3 separate regions of the Mus musculus genome follow, and regions 2 and 3 are each linked to region 1. A link is a contact called in public HiChIP or PLAC-seq and capture Hi-C data. All regions are on one chromosome and are shown on one strand. Each heading gives the region's core, a stretch centred on a gene start, on an enhancer-like site or on the middle of the called end of the contact. The rest is flanking DNA. Distances are from core to core; before and after follow the strand shown.

Region 1 (4,097 bases), core at 370-2,869:
GTAACAATTTGAGAACCATGTTGGATCTGGCTATGGTCAGTTAGATGAGTGTGAAAGTGCCTAAGTACAACTGATTTTTTATTTAATTAATTTTAATTAATTTATACATAAATGCTATATCTGTTGAAGAGGTTGGCTCTAAACCCCCAAGGATACCACAATTTAAGGACACTCCAATCCCTCAGATAAAATGTTTCTCTTACACACATCACATCTCTCTCTCTCTCTCTTACACACACACACACACATACACAATTCTCTTTCACTCACAGACACAGACACACAGACACACACTTTTATTTATTTATTTATTTATTTATTTATTTATTTATTTATTTATTTTTGAGACAGGGTCTTACTATATAGCTTTGATTGGCCTGAAACTCACTGTGTAGACAAACTGGCCTGGAACTCACTGAGAACTGCCAGCTCTAATTCCTAAGTGCTGTGATTAAAAGCATGTATCATTATACCCAGCTAAAACATCATAATATTTACATGCATCTTTCTATGTAATATTTTTTTCCTAGATGACTTATGATACTTAACAGGATGTGAATACTGTGCAAATCTTCATTCTATTGTCTAGGAAATAATGACCAGAAAAGGGCTGTATAGCTTTAGTACAGATGTGGCTGCTGCCATAGTGTTTGGAGCATATAAATGGCAACATCACTGTCTTAGTTAGGGTTTCATTACTGTGAAGAGACACCATGACCAGTGTAACTCTTATAAAGAACATTTAACTGGGGCTGGCTTACATGTTTAGAGGTTCAGTCCATTATCAAGGCAGGAAGCATGACAGCATCCAGGCAGACAAGGCTCTGGAGAAGGAACTGAGAGTTCTACATCCTGATCCAAGGCAGTCAAAAGACTGTTTCCCGCAGCTAAGAGTGAGGTCTCAAAGCCCACGGCCACAGTGACACACTTCCTCTAACAAGACCACACCTCCTAATAGTGCCACTCCCTGGGCCAAGCATATTCAAACCACCACAGTCACATTTACAGTTATATCCGCAATCTCAGTCTGAAGAGTCACACATTGCAGATAGCTGACTACAGCTGTATTAACACAATATTCTTTAGAGTGCTTTCCTGCAAAACGTGCTGCTGTTCTGTGTGCACAGTGAGACTCCCTGACTTCATTTTATGTCGCTATCTTAATTTGGTCATACTCCTGGTTGACTACACAGGCATCTGCCTACCTAGCCAGTTTTATCCTGCTTCAGGGCTGAAGGTATAGCGATAAGTCACCCTGGAAAAGCCTTTCCTGACAGACCACCTCCCAAATTATCTGTGGGAGATGGGCAATTATTCATGATGTTGGGGCAGTACCCTGCAGGATGAGTAATCTTATAGGACACAGGGAGTATCTTTGTAAGGATCTGGGTTTGGAGCCCGCGACTGACACCATCAGGACAAAGGTCGTGAGCTGCTACGGGAACCAGTGTGGAAGAGAGCTCAGCTGCTCAATCATGGGCAGGGCGATGAGCGAATACCAGAACCTGAAATGAGAGCGCACAGCTGCAAGGACCTGGATGGAGGAATGCGCAGCTGCCAGGACCTGGACGTCAGAGCGCACGGCAGCCAGGACCCCGCCCCGCGCGCGCGCGTGCCCGGCGTTGGCGCAGTCTGGGTCTGAGTCGTAGGCTGAGGCTCGTCGGCCTTGATCTCCGGCCGGTCCTCGGCCCTTCTGCGCCCTCTCCGCCCGCGCCCTCGTCGGCGCCGCCGCCCGCAGCCCTGGCGCTCCCCGCGGGCCCAGCTGATGCCATCTGCGCCCTGTGTCAGCGCGCGCCCCGCGAACCGGTGCGCGCCGACTGCGGCCACCGTTTCTGCCGGGCGTGCGTGGTGCGCTTCTGGGCCGAGGAGGACGGGCCCTTCCCGTGCCCGGAGTGTGCCGATGACTGCTGGCAGCGCGCCGTAGAGCCCAGCCGCCCTCCGCTCAGCCGCCGCCTCCTGGCTCTCGAGGAGGCGGCCGCGGCGCCGGCGCGCGATGGCCCTGCCAGCGAGGCCGCGCTGCAGCTGCTCTGTCGCGCCGACGGGGATCCGCTGTGCTCCGCCTGCCGCATGGCCGCTGGCCCGGAGCCGCCGGAGTGGGAACCGCGCTGGAGGAAGGCCCTGCGCGGCAAGGTGCGCGAGGGGCCCCTGCACACTGTCCACCTTTGTGGCTTACCTGGAGTCAGGCATTCGATCAGTGTGCTGACCTCCTCTTCCCTCTCCCGCATCCCATGGGTGCCCAGCACCCTCCCTTCCCCGGGGACCCTGCCATGCTAGGGGCTCTTGGATCCTGGAGTCCGTGATTCTGCCTTCCTTCATCTCTATTATCTGTCTCCCGGACCCTGCTATGTCCCTCGAGCTATTATCTCTAGCGCATGCTCCTCCGTCCCCCTTTCATCCCAGGTCTCTGGCCTAGCTGTGCCTTATCTCTATACAACCTTAAGACTTCTATTTTTCTCGAATTCCCCTCAAGTCCCGATCCCATTCCTCAAGGCCTCTTGCTCCTATCCCGGTGTGATTTCATCGGTGCAAGCCCCGCCCATCCACTTGCTTATGGAGACCTGAGAGTGGTCTTTGGTCTACCAGTTACCATTTGCAGCCCTCTGAGGGGCTGTCGGTCCACCTCATTCAGGAACCTTCTCTGCTATACTCTCTTGGTCATTGCACGTAGCACCTGCCACCGGGCAGAAACCGACTATTAGACTCTGTGTGAAGATGGGTTGCAGGGATCTAGATAGAGTATCATCCCTGACCCAGAGAGAGATGTCTGAATAGCCAGGTAGGAAAGCCGTGGTCTCCGCCCGACAGGAGAGAAAATCGTAGCTTAGCGTGTTTGAGGGTGCTGTTATCCTTATGTTCTGCAATGATGCACCATGAGCCTCTGGAATAAGTTGTGAAGAACACTTTTGAGGTGGAGGCCTGTGGTTACATCCAGGTCCCAAACTGAGGTAGATACACTCTGTCAGAACATACTGCTGGGGTTGTCCTATGGTTTGTCGTCCCCTTACTAAGACAGCAATCTCCACAAAGACCAAGCAGGACACAGAGAAGTCAGGAAAGTCACTGTCTTAAATCAAGCTGACACTAAAGGGGACCTACCTAAAATCCTGGAATCACACAGCTGACCTTGAATTGCCTGCTGTACACCTAGTTCTGAAGAGGTAGAAGCACAGGAGACCCTTTTACGAAACAACCACTTTCCAGCAGAGACCGGACGAGTAGTTCCAGTCGCCAGACTGCTGATCGGGGTGTTCAAATCCTTCTTCCCAGGCTCTAACCAGCTTCTCTCTCCCAGGAGAACAAGGGCTCTGTGGAAATCATGAGGAAGGACTTAAATGATGCCCGGGACCTGCATGGTCAGGCAGAATCAGCGGCTGCTGTGTGGAAGGTAAGTGGGCTCTCCTGGATATGGGGAGCTAGCAGGGCAACCAAGCTGAGCTGCTGGAGTTTGGCTGGCTGGACTTGGTGAGTTGAGTGTCCGTAGGGCTCCTCTCTTCGGTGTGCTTTATATAAGGATGATTTGTGAGCTTCAGGTTCCTTTTCTACACAGGACACTTTCTAGTACTCTTGATTCTGACCAACCCCAGCTGTTACCAGTAGAACATTCTGTTTTCTGGCTGCCACACAATACCACACACATGATTGCCCTGGAGGCTGGAAGTCCAACAGGCAAGCCATGGCAAGTCCAAGTTGGGGCTAGCTTCCGGTGGCCTTTCTCACTGTGTTGGCACATGGAGAGTGGGGAGGGGGCTCTTTGGGAGTCCCTTTTACTAGAGCACTGATCCCATGTCTCTTTGGTGGGACTAACCACATCCCAAAGGCCCACCACTTAACACCATTGCCTGGAGGTTTCAGCACAGAGATTTGGGGACACAAGATTTGGTACTTAGCTAGCCTTCACCTGATACCACCCATGGCATTAAACACCAAGATGACATTATGTTACAGTTTGTTTGTTTGTTTGTTTTGTTTTTAGGTTACTTGTCAACAAAACCACACATTAGTTTAAACCCTGCAAACTTTTCCTTTTATATATTAAAATTCATTATAGTTCCCTGCCCATTTTTTTTAAAACATAAAACCAAAGTGTTTTTGTAGAC
Region 2 (3,974 bases), core at 435-2,934, 620 kb after region 1:
GGATTGAGGTGTGGAAATGCCTTCAATCATCAGATAATGCCTATCTTAATTGCAGAGCATGATGGTCACACCTTTAGTCCTGACACGGGGAGGCAGAGGCAAGTGGATCTCTGAATTTGAAGTGAACATACTAAATTCCAGGCCAGCCAGGGCTACATAGTGAGACCCTCTCTCAAAACAAAGCCTACCTGCTCTGCAAATGACAGGTTAGCAGCTCAGTAATCGCTGTCTTTTACTCATGACCAGAACCATCTGTAACATCTGGCCATGCCAGTTTCACTGTCTGCACCTAGAAGATAACACCCTGGAAACCACCATAAAGCTGAACCTATGTGTATATACAAATATATTTGTGTGACATTTCAGTCTGTTGTCATCTAAAAAGTAAACAACTGTGAAGTTGTTACAAAATAAGTCACTCAGAAGGGAAGGGGGATGGGAGGAGGATCTTCGTGCAAAGGGTACTGGGAGGAGGGGGCTGATATTGTGATGTAAATTTTTAAAAGGTAACTTGAAGATACTATCAGTTCCCAGTATGTATTATAAAGTCAAATGATTAAATATATTTATATATCTTACAAAATTAAGTCATACACAAACTTTTTTTTAATGTTACTCTTTTATTTCAATAATGGTCTTGACAGGTAGTTTCATGTCTGTTGCTTTAGTAAAACACCCTGACAGAGCAACTAAATGAAGCAAGACTATTTTAGCTTCCAACTCTAGGTGATAGTCCATTACTATAGAGGAGTCTCAGCAGCAGTACAGGTGCTTGCTCCACATCCCATAGTCATGAACAAAGAGCTAATGGGTGCTTGACGCTTGCTCTCTGTCGCCTCCCAACACTCAGAACAGTGCAGAACCTAATCCATGACATGGTACCTCCCACATTCGGAGTGGGCCTTCCACCTCACTTAACCCAATCATGAAAATGTTAACCATGGGTCAACTCAACCCATATAATTCTCGTTGAGACTGTATTCTCAGGTGTTTTGATATCCTTTCAAATAGACAAAACTAACCAACACGGACTCAGGGTCTATGCTGGCTGAATTCCTGCTCCCACTGCGTCCAGCGAGTCTGCGTCCCACCGATCTGTTTCGTGTGGTACTTGTAAATAAACTCTGGGTCTCGGCTCGTCCAGCAATCTGTCAATTGAGCTACATCCCCAGCAGGTTTACGGTTTTGAGTTGGGCGTTCTATGCTGCAAGCGCTGGTTAGAAGCCCTTGCTCTGAAAGGTTGGGAGCCGTCTCCATTCACACCGGAAGGCATCTGGTCAGCAGAACAGGACTACCGCCGTCCCTGGCAATGCTGGACAGGTCATTAATCTATGGGGAAGATTAATCAAGACAGTGAGCATCTGGTCTGGCCTCGCAGTTTAGAAATACATTAACATGGCGACGGATGGGTGCTACTGGTCTCCCTCGAGTGGTCTATACGGCCCTGACTCAGCTCAAGGTGGCACTGGGCTCACAGCCCTTTGCTCTCAGTAGCAGAAGGGCCCACGCGTGGACACCCGAACGGAGAGACAGGTTAGCTAAACCTGCCCTGTGACACTGTGGGCACACCATGTCAACTCCGCCCTCTGCCAGGGCAGGTCAATAGTGCGCTTGCGCGGGCTAGATGCCCCAGTAACCCTGCGGACAGAGTGGGCCAATCAGCGTGCTGTCTCCTGGCCCCGCCCTGCACTGCGCCCGCCCCTTCCTCCGCGCCCTGAGGCCAGCGCTGTCCGCAACGCTTTGAGGTGAACGCGGCTCGGAGCGGCCCTCCGAAGACTGGTGAGAGGGCTGAGGGCCTCAAGGCAGGGCGGGCGGGGCCGCGGCCCTCGGCCGCTGCCGTCTCCTCTCAATACCGGGTCGAGGGACCTGGACCGGAGGGCGGCGGGCCAACGCGCCTGCGCAGGTTGCTCCAGGCCGGCGGTGCTGTCCAGCCTCACACCGGGGAAGTTGCCCGCCTGACGGAGCGGGCCAAGGGGCGATGACAGCCTGTGGCCGGTAGTGACAGCTTCAGGAGACCCGAGGAAGCGTGTGTCTTGCCTCAGCGCCCCGCAGGCTCGCGTCACTGGGGCGCCGGCGCCCGCCTGTGGTTAAGGCAGGCCGGGGTGTGCGTGCCATCGCGGTGGGAAAGGATTCCTGGGGCGGAGCGAAAAAGCCAGAAAGACCTGGCAGGCTGTAGTGTGCTAGAAGTCGGCCAGTAAGTTATGCCCCTGCCTCAGTCAGGCTCTGCCTAAGTAAGAGCGGTCCTGCAGAGTAAATCGCAAGTACCGCACAACTTCAGTTCTCAGGTTTATGACTGCTTTGACCTTTCTCTCTTCATAGAAACTGTTATGGTTTCCTGTATTGAGTTATCCCAGGCTGCAGGTACAGGCAACTTAAGTCCTCAAGGTCACACAATTAGTCATGGAAGAACTAGGAATTGGATGCTTGCCTTTCTGGATCCTCTAAGCAGGTTTGTCAACATAAAACGAAGCTCCCCAAAGGTAATGTGAGATGTATGCAGGCTACAGCAGAATTGGGGGGAAATTGCTATAAGTTTTAGATGCTATGTAATTATAGTCTTAGCTTTCAGGTTAGTGGAGGTTAGTGGTTTAAGTTAATGTCTTCCAAAAGCTTTACCTGATGGTACAAAAGTCTGTTAAAGAGATGAGAGGTAAATGACTGTTAAGGTGATTAAAAATAAAGATATCCAAAATAAATGTATCACCCCTACCAGACTTCCCGCCTCTGCCTCGGATGCTTGCACTACTGTGCCGGGGTGCTGTGAGATGAGACTGGGTACACAGGAAGGTGATCTTTGGGAGAGCCTTTAGGGTGTTGTGCTTTGTTTTTATAAACAAAATCTTAAGGAACAAATTCCTGTATCATGTTATTAGCCTCCATAATTCAGGTAGCAAGATTGAGGACAACTTGAAGCTACATGATACCTCATCCCCAAAGAAAGTATGACCTACAGTACAGGTAGCAGATGAGAAAACTCTGCCAACAAAAGAGGTGGGAGGCCTGGTTTGGGTTTAAGATTTATCTATGTATATGTGTTTGGGCATGTGTCTGAGTGCACTCAACCATGGAGGTCAGAAGAAAGCAACAGGTCCCCTGGAGCTTCAGTCACAGGCACTTGTGAGCCACCCTACATTGATGCTGAGAATCAGCCAAAGTTTGGTCCTTTGCAAGAACAGCAAGCTCTCTTAAAATCACAGAGACATCTTACCAGCCCATGCTATAGGTGTTAGATGCTATCTAGTGAGCAACTTAGCTGCTGAGTGAGTAGAAGATAATAGTCTCCTAAATGACTATAGTCTTAAGGATCTTAGGTCAGATGCGGAGGTGGGTGGTAAATGGCTATTACAAGGACTAGAGATGACACAGGATGAATTAGGCTCTCCATTTGCAGCAGTCCAAGTCTCCATAGCCAAGCAAGTTCTAATCACTCTGCAGAGTCTTCAGCATATGTGTGGCTTTCCACAGGTTCTTATCCCAACTCAGTTATCCAGGGCAAAGTATATATATAATGTATATGGTTGGATGGATCCATAGAGAACAGATTTGAAAGAGCTAACACAGCCACTCGCCACAAAGCAGCATTTTAGTCTGTTTATTTATTGGTGATCCCTTAAGATTCAATCACCTGGCAATGTCATAACTGAGTTTATGTAAGTAATTTCTGTGATAGTCACAATGACAAGTCCACATTGTCAGGATTTCATTCCATTGTTAATTGGCACATGGTTACACATCATTCCCTACAGTGTAGAGTATGTTATGTCCAACTCATTGAAAGGCCCAGAAAGATTGTAGTCTATTCTCCCATGTTCTTTCTACTCCAAGATTTCTAGCCATTCTGTACTTCAGTCTTTCCCAGAGGGATAGAGGATACGCTCTTGCTATCTGTATTTTCTTGTACCTACACTCTAATTTCTAGCCTTCACAGATTTTACAATCTTTTTAAAATGAAAACTTTCTATTTGTATTTGGAT
Region 3 (3,968 bases), core at 749-3,248, 720 kb after region 1:
GACTGGGCTCCAGAACTGGCTTAAAAAGATAAAGATAAAACAAACCTAAATGCCAGCATCTGCCTCTCTCTGCCCAGCCTGTGGATGCTCAGATGAATCATGCCCCTGAGGCCACACCTTCCCTACGGTAGAGGGCTGCATCCTTTCTAGCCATGAGCCAAATTAAACTTTTGGTAGGTGGTGTTTAAAGCGTCCCCCTGTCCCCACCGTAATTATTTATTACTATTTATTTGAAATATTTATTTAAATGCTATTAAATGTATATTTTATATATACATCCATGTATATACTGTCACACTGATTTATTTAAATGTGTTGGAGGTGTGTCAAGCACGCCGGGTGCATTTGTGACAGTTAACAGGCAACTTGTGGGTGTTGGTTCTCTCCATCGACCACATGGGTCCTTGGGGTCAAACTTGGGTTTTCAGGCATGGCAGCAATCACTTTTACCCACTAAGCCAGCTCACTGGCCCACGACCTATTCTTTTATGCTATTATTATAGACTAATAAATCACATGCATTTTAAAATGTAAATCGGAGTCTAATATGTGAGTAAAATTAGCCCATGCTAGTCTAAGACTCGCCATGGAAACTTAAACTGAATCTTCTGCCCCCAATTCCTACGTCCAATGCTTTACAAGTGTGAGCCACCTCACCGAGCTCAACTATGCAAACATTGAAAACTCACACTTAGGAAGAGATTGCCTATCAAGTACTCCACACAGTTCTTCCCTCATCCAGCAACTCTGAGGCTCCATGAGAGGGGCTTCCAGAGATGTGGGGAACAGCCTAAACTAGCTGTGGATCTGAGCTGTCAAAAACTTTTGTGAACACAGACCCTATTGGACCCTCAATCCTACCTTGTTCTTTATCACTTCACCATTGTGGGGACACAGGGAATTTCCGGGTGCTACTGATTCCAGGAAAGGGTGGTGATCCACCCCATGGTCAGTGGGAACAGCCTTGGACCCAGCATGCTTTTGGTAGGTGGTGTTTAAAGCGTCCCCCCGCCCCCACCGTAATTATCTATGAAGGACTGAGCTGGGTGGGTGCCTGTGGTGTGCCAGATTTTCTAAAGCGGATGAAATATTTGAACTGGTTTTGTCTTGGTTTTAATTTTTTAAATTTAATTTTATTTTAATTTCTTTATTTTTTGGTGTTTTTGGTTTTTAGATTTTGGTTTTGGTTGGTTGGTTGGTTGGTTGGTTGGTTTGGTTTGTTTGTTTTAAAAGGGCCCGTGAGACGGCTTACCAAGTAAACACACTTGCCACCAAACCTGATGATGTGAGTTCGATTGTGGAAGGAGAGAATCAGGTCTGCAAGTTGTCCTCTGATTGCCACAGACACACAGACACACACACTAAATAAATATCTTTTAAAATAATTGAGCTGAGAACTATACAAAAAGTTTCCTTAGAAACTCCATCTTTCAAGTTCCAGTCTCTATCTGCTCCGAATAAAGAGCACTGTGTTTACATAGTCCCGGGACATCCAGATACCCGGGAGAGGTTCTGATCCTGGACTCTGGCCAATAACTGAGAGACTGAGTAAAATCCCACCTGTTTTCTCTTAACTAGGCCCCCTCAGAAGACCCACAAACCCAGGGATACCCAGGTAAAAAAAGAAGCACACTGCTTCTCTCTGGTGAATTGGAAGGACTTGATTCAGCCAGACACCAGGCACTCCGATCCTGAAGACAGTGCAGGAGGGTGCCTCCTGCACAGGGTGCCCCAGAGGAACACCTGACCCCAGACTCCCCTGCCCTGAGCAGGTTTATAGGCCAAGCAGGAGCCCCTCACCTACCTGCTCAGAAGCCTTACAAAACTGCAATCCAGGCTCAGGACGGTCAGGAGAGAGAGAAGTGTGGTGGGGCAGGGTCCTGTGGGGAAGAGCGATTAGAAGAGGCAGGAGCAGCTGAAGGGCAGCCTGAGCTCCTAGGTTTCCTCTCAGACCCTGCTCTATCTATGTTGGCCCAGATGTAAGTCCCCAACTTCTAGGCGTGAGCCCTGCCTGCCTCCTCCCCAAGGGGCGGGGCCTGGTGCCCGAACAGCTTTCAGTTTCAGTTCCTGGAAATGGCTAGTTTTCGGGAGTTAGCACTCAGAGGCCAAGTTCTTCTTCAGAGGGGGGAGGAACTCTGTCGGCCGCTGGCCAGTTGGGGAGGTCAGAAGTCTGCCCGTGAAGCCTGCCATTCAGACTTCGGTCAGAGCTGCCTGGACTGACCCTGCTACCTCCCTTCCCGGAGCCCCTAGTGCTCAGATGATAGCACCTAACCCTGGGAGACGCTCATCTTCAGATCCAGTGCGTTCCAGAACTATGGGAGTGATAGGGTTTGAGGATCGCCGAAGGAAGACCCCCGACTCAAATAGTATATAAAAGAAAAGTCAGTGTATTCTGCAGAAATTACCAGCATTCTGAGGTCAACCATTCATCAAAATGGCGGCAGCCTGAGGGGCTTTAACGCAGGGGAAATTTTCAGAAGCGTTAGGTAACCTCTACTATGATCAGTAAGGGGCAAAGCAGTGACATTAGTACAATTTTTATTGGTTACTAGGTTAGTTTCATTATATTTGGTGAGACCTTGAAGAAGTTCAGACAGGAGCTCAGCTCTGGTCTTGGTATCTTCTCCAGCCATGTGTCCCAAGATCTAACTCAGCTCCAGACTGAGTCAGGGTCGGCACTGATCTAGGCTTATTGTCAGTGGCTTCCTCTGAGGATCCCAGTGTGCTTCCCCGGGGAACTGAAATGTTTCTTTCCCAGGGTTCTTAGTGGACCTCTCAAGAGCAGCAGACCCTTCACAAGGCTGCTCCTTGTAGCTGCTCCCCTTGTTCACTAGTTCTCTCGATCCCTCCTACCAGGGAGCCCTTCTAATCTACCCTGTCATCTTACCCTATCTCCAGTGTGGTCTCTTCTCACTCGTGATTCCTCAGAGTTCAGGAGACACAGTACCTGGCTTGCCCTGTGTTATTGATGACCTTGGGAGTAGAGGCCTGTAACTATTAAGCTGGTGTCCGTATTTCACACCACAGTCAGAACAGGTCTGGGGGTTTCAGGGCAAGGCTCATTAAAGAACCCATCAATGTCAGATCCCGAGGATATCCTGTGGACCATGTGTGGCAAGCCTACCTTCTATCGGTCCCTGACTTCCTCTTCCCTCACTCTTCAGTGTCTGGGCTGCTCTGAGCTCCTCCAAACTCCTGCCTTGATGTTCCAACAGGTGGAGAAGTGCTTCCCAGGGCCACACAACATCCTCCTCCCCTCCAGTCCTCAGCCTGGGTTGGTCTCTACAAGACAGCTGCACTGTCCCAAGGTGCTGTTACCTGCTTGATGCCTGCTGTTTTTTTTAGTCAGGGTTTCTATTCCTGCACAGACATCATGACCAAGAAGCAAGTTGGGGAGGAAAGGGTTTTTTTAGCTTACACTTCCACATTGCTGTTCATCACCAAAGGATGTCAGGACTGGAACTCAAGCAGGGCATGAAGCAGGAGATGATGCAGGGGCCATGGAGGGATGTTACTTACTGGCTTGCTTCCCCTGGCTTGCTCAACTTGCTTTCTTATAGAACCCAGGACCACCAGCCCAGGGATAGCACCACCCACAAGGGGCCTTTCCCCCTTGATCACTAATTGAGAAAATGCCTTACAGCTGGATCTCATGGAGGCATCCCTCAAGGGGGGCTCATTTCTCTGTGATAATTCCAGCTTGTGTCAAGTTGGCACACAAAACCAGCCAGGACACCTGGTTTCCCCTTTCCAGGACAGCACAGGCTCTGGAGCACCCAGCCCAGCACGGAGGGTCTGGGATCCTCCCCCATGCTTATTATGCAGGTCAGCAGCTCCTGCCTCACACCTACCCAAGTAGTTGACCTCTATGCACGTGTCTTGGGCCCAGAGTAGGTCAACCGAGTCAGCAGAATATATTAAACGCAGAGGCTGGAGACGGCAGTGGTTACTACTGCCTGTGAGCGCCC

Evidence for each region. HiChIP or PLAC-seq counts read pairs in DNA pulled down with a chosen protein or histone mark. Capture Hi-C pulls out chosen DNA fragments and counts their contacts.
Region 2: a contact with region 1 is called in an H3K4me3 HiChIP or PLAC-seq map of bone marrow-derived macrophages, with 4 times the contacts expected there. The contact joins the promoter of Zfp672 here to the promoter of Rnf187 in region 1. A contact is called at or near these places in 9 of 39 promoter capture datasets (the C10 cell line, the HPC-7 cell line, cranial neural crest and 5 more), 2 of 484 Hi-C or Micro-C datasets (cerebral cortex and embryonic stem cells), 18 of 115 datasets of contacts at active chromatin or transcription factors (SST interneurons, astrocytes, bone marrow-derived macrophages and 10 more) and 4 of 9 other capture datasets (adipose tissue, liver, macrophages and 1 more).
Region 3: a capture Hi-C map of macrophages shows a contact between it and region 1, with 4 times the contacts expected there. The contact joins the promoter of Irgm2 here to the promoter of Rnf187 in region 1. A contact is called at or near these places in 3 of 39 promoter capture datasets (erythroid cells, hematopoietic stem and progenitor cells and pre-B cells), 1 of 484 Hi-C or Micro-C datasets (Th1 cells), 4 of 115 datasets of contacts at active chromatin or transcription factors (bone marrow-derived macrophages, embryonic stem cells and microglia) and 1 of 9 other capture datasets (macrophages).

Annotation. Positions count from the first base shown.
Region 1 is chr11:58,936,428-58,940,524 of GRCm38.p6, reverse strand. It overlaps Rnf187 (ring finger protein 187), which reads left to right and starts at 1,619. Exons shown (of 4, transcript NM_022423.2): 1 at 1,619-2,130; 2 at 3,293-3,385. The coding sequence starts at 1,741.
Region 2 is chr11:58,321,075-58,325,048 of GRCm38.p6, reverse strand. It overlaps Zfp672 (zinc finger protein 672), which reads left to right and starts at 1,684. Exons shown (of 4, transcript NM_001256516.1): 1 at 1,684-1,779; 2 at 2,320-2,480.
Region 3 is chr11:58,213,007-58,216,974 of GRCm38.p6, reverse strand. Irgm2 (immunity-related GTPase family M member 2) reads right to left here and starts at 1,998. Exons shown (of 2, transcript NM_019440.3): 1 at 1,805-1,998.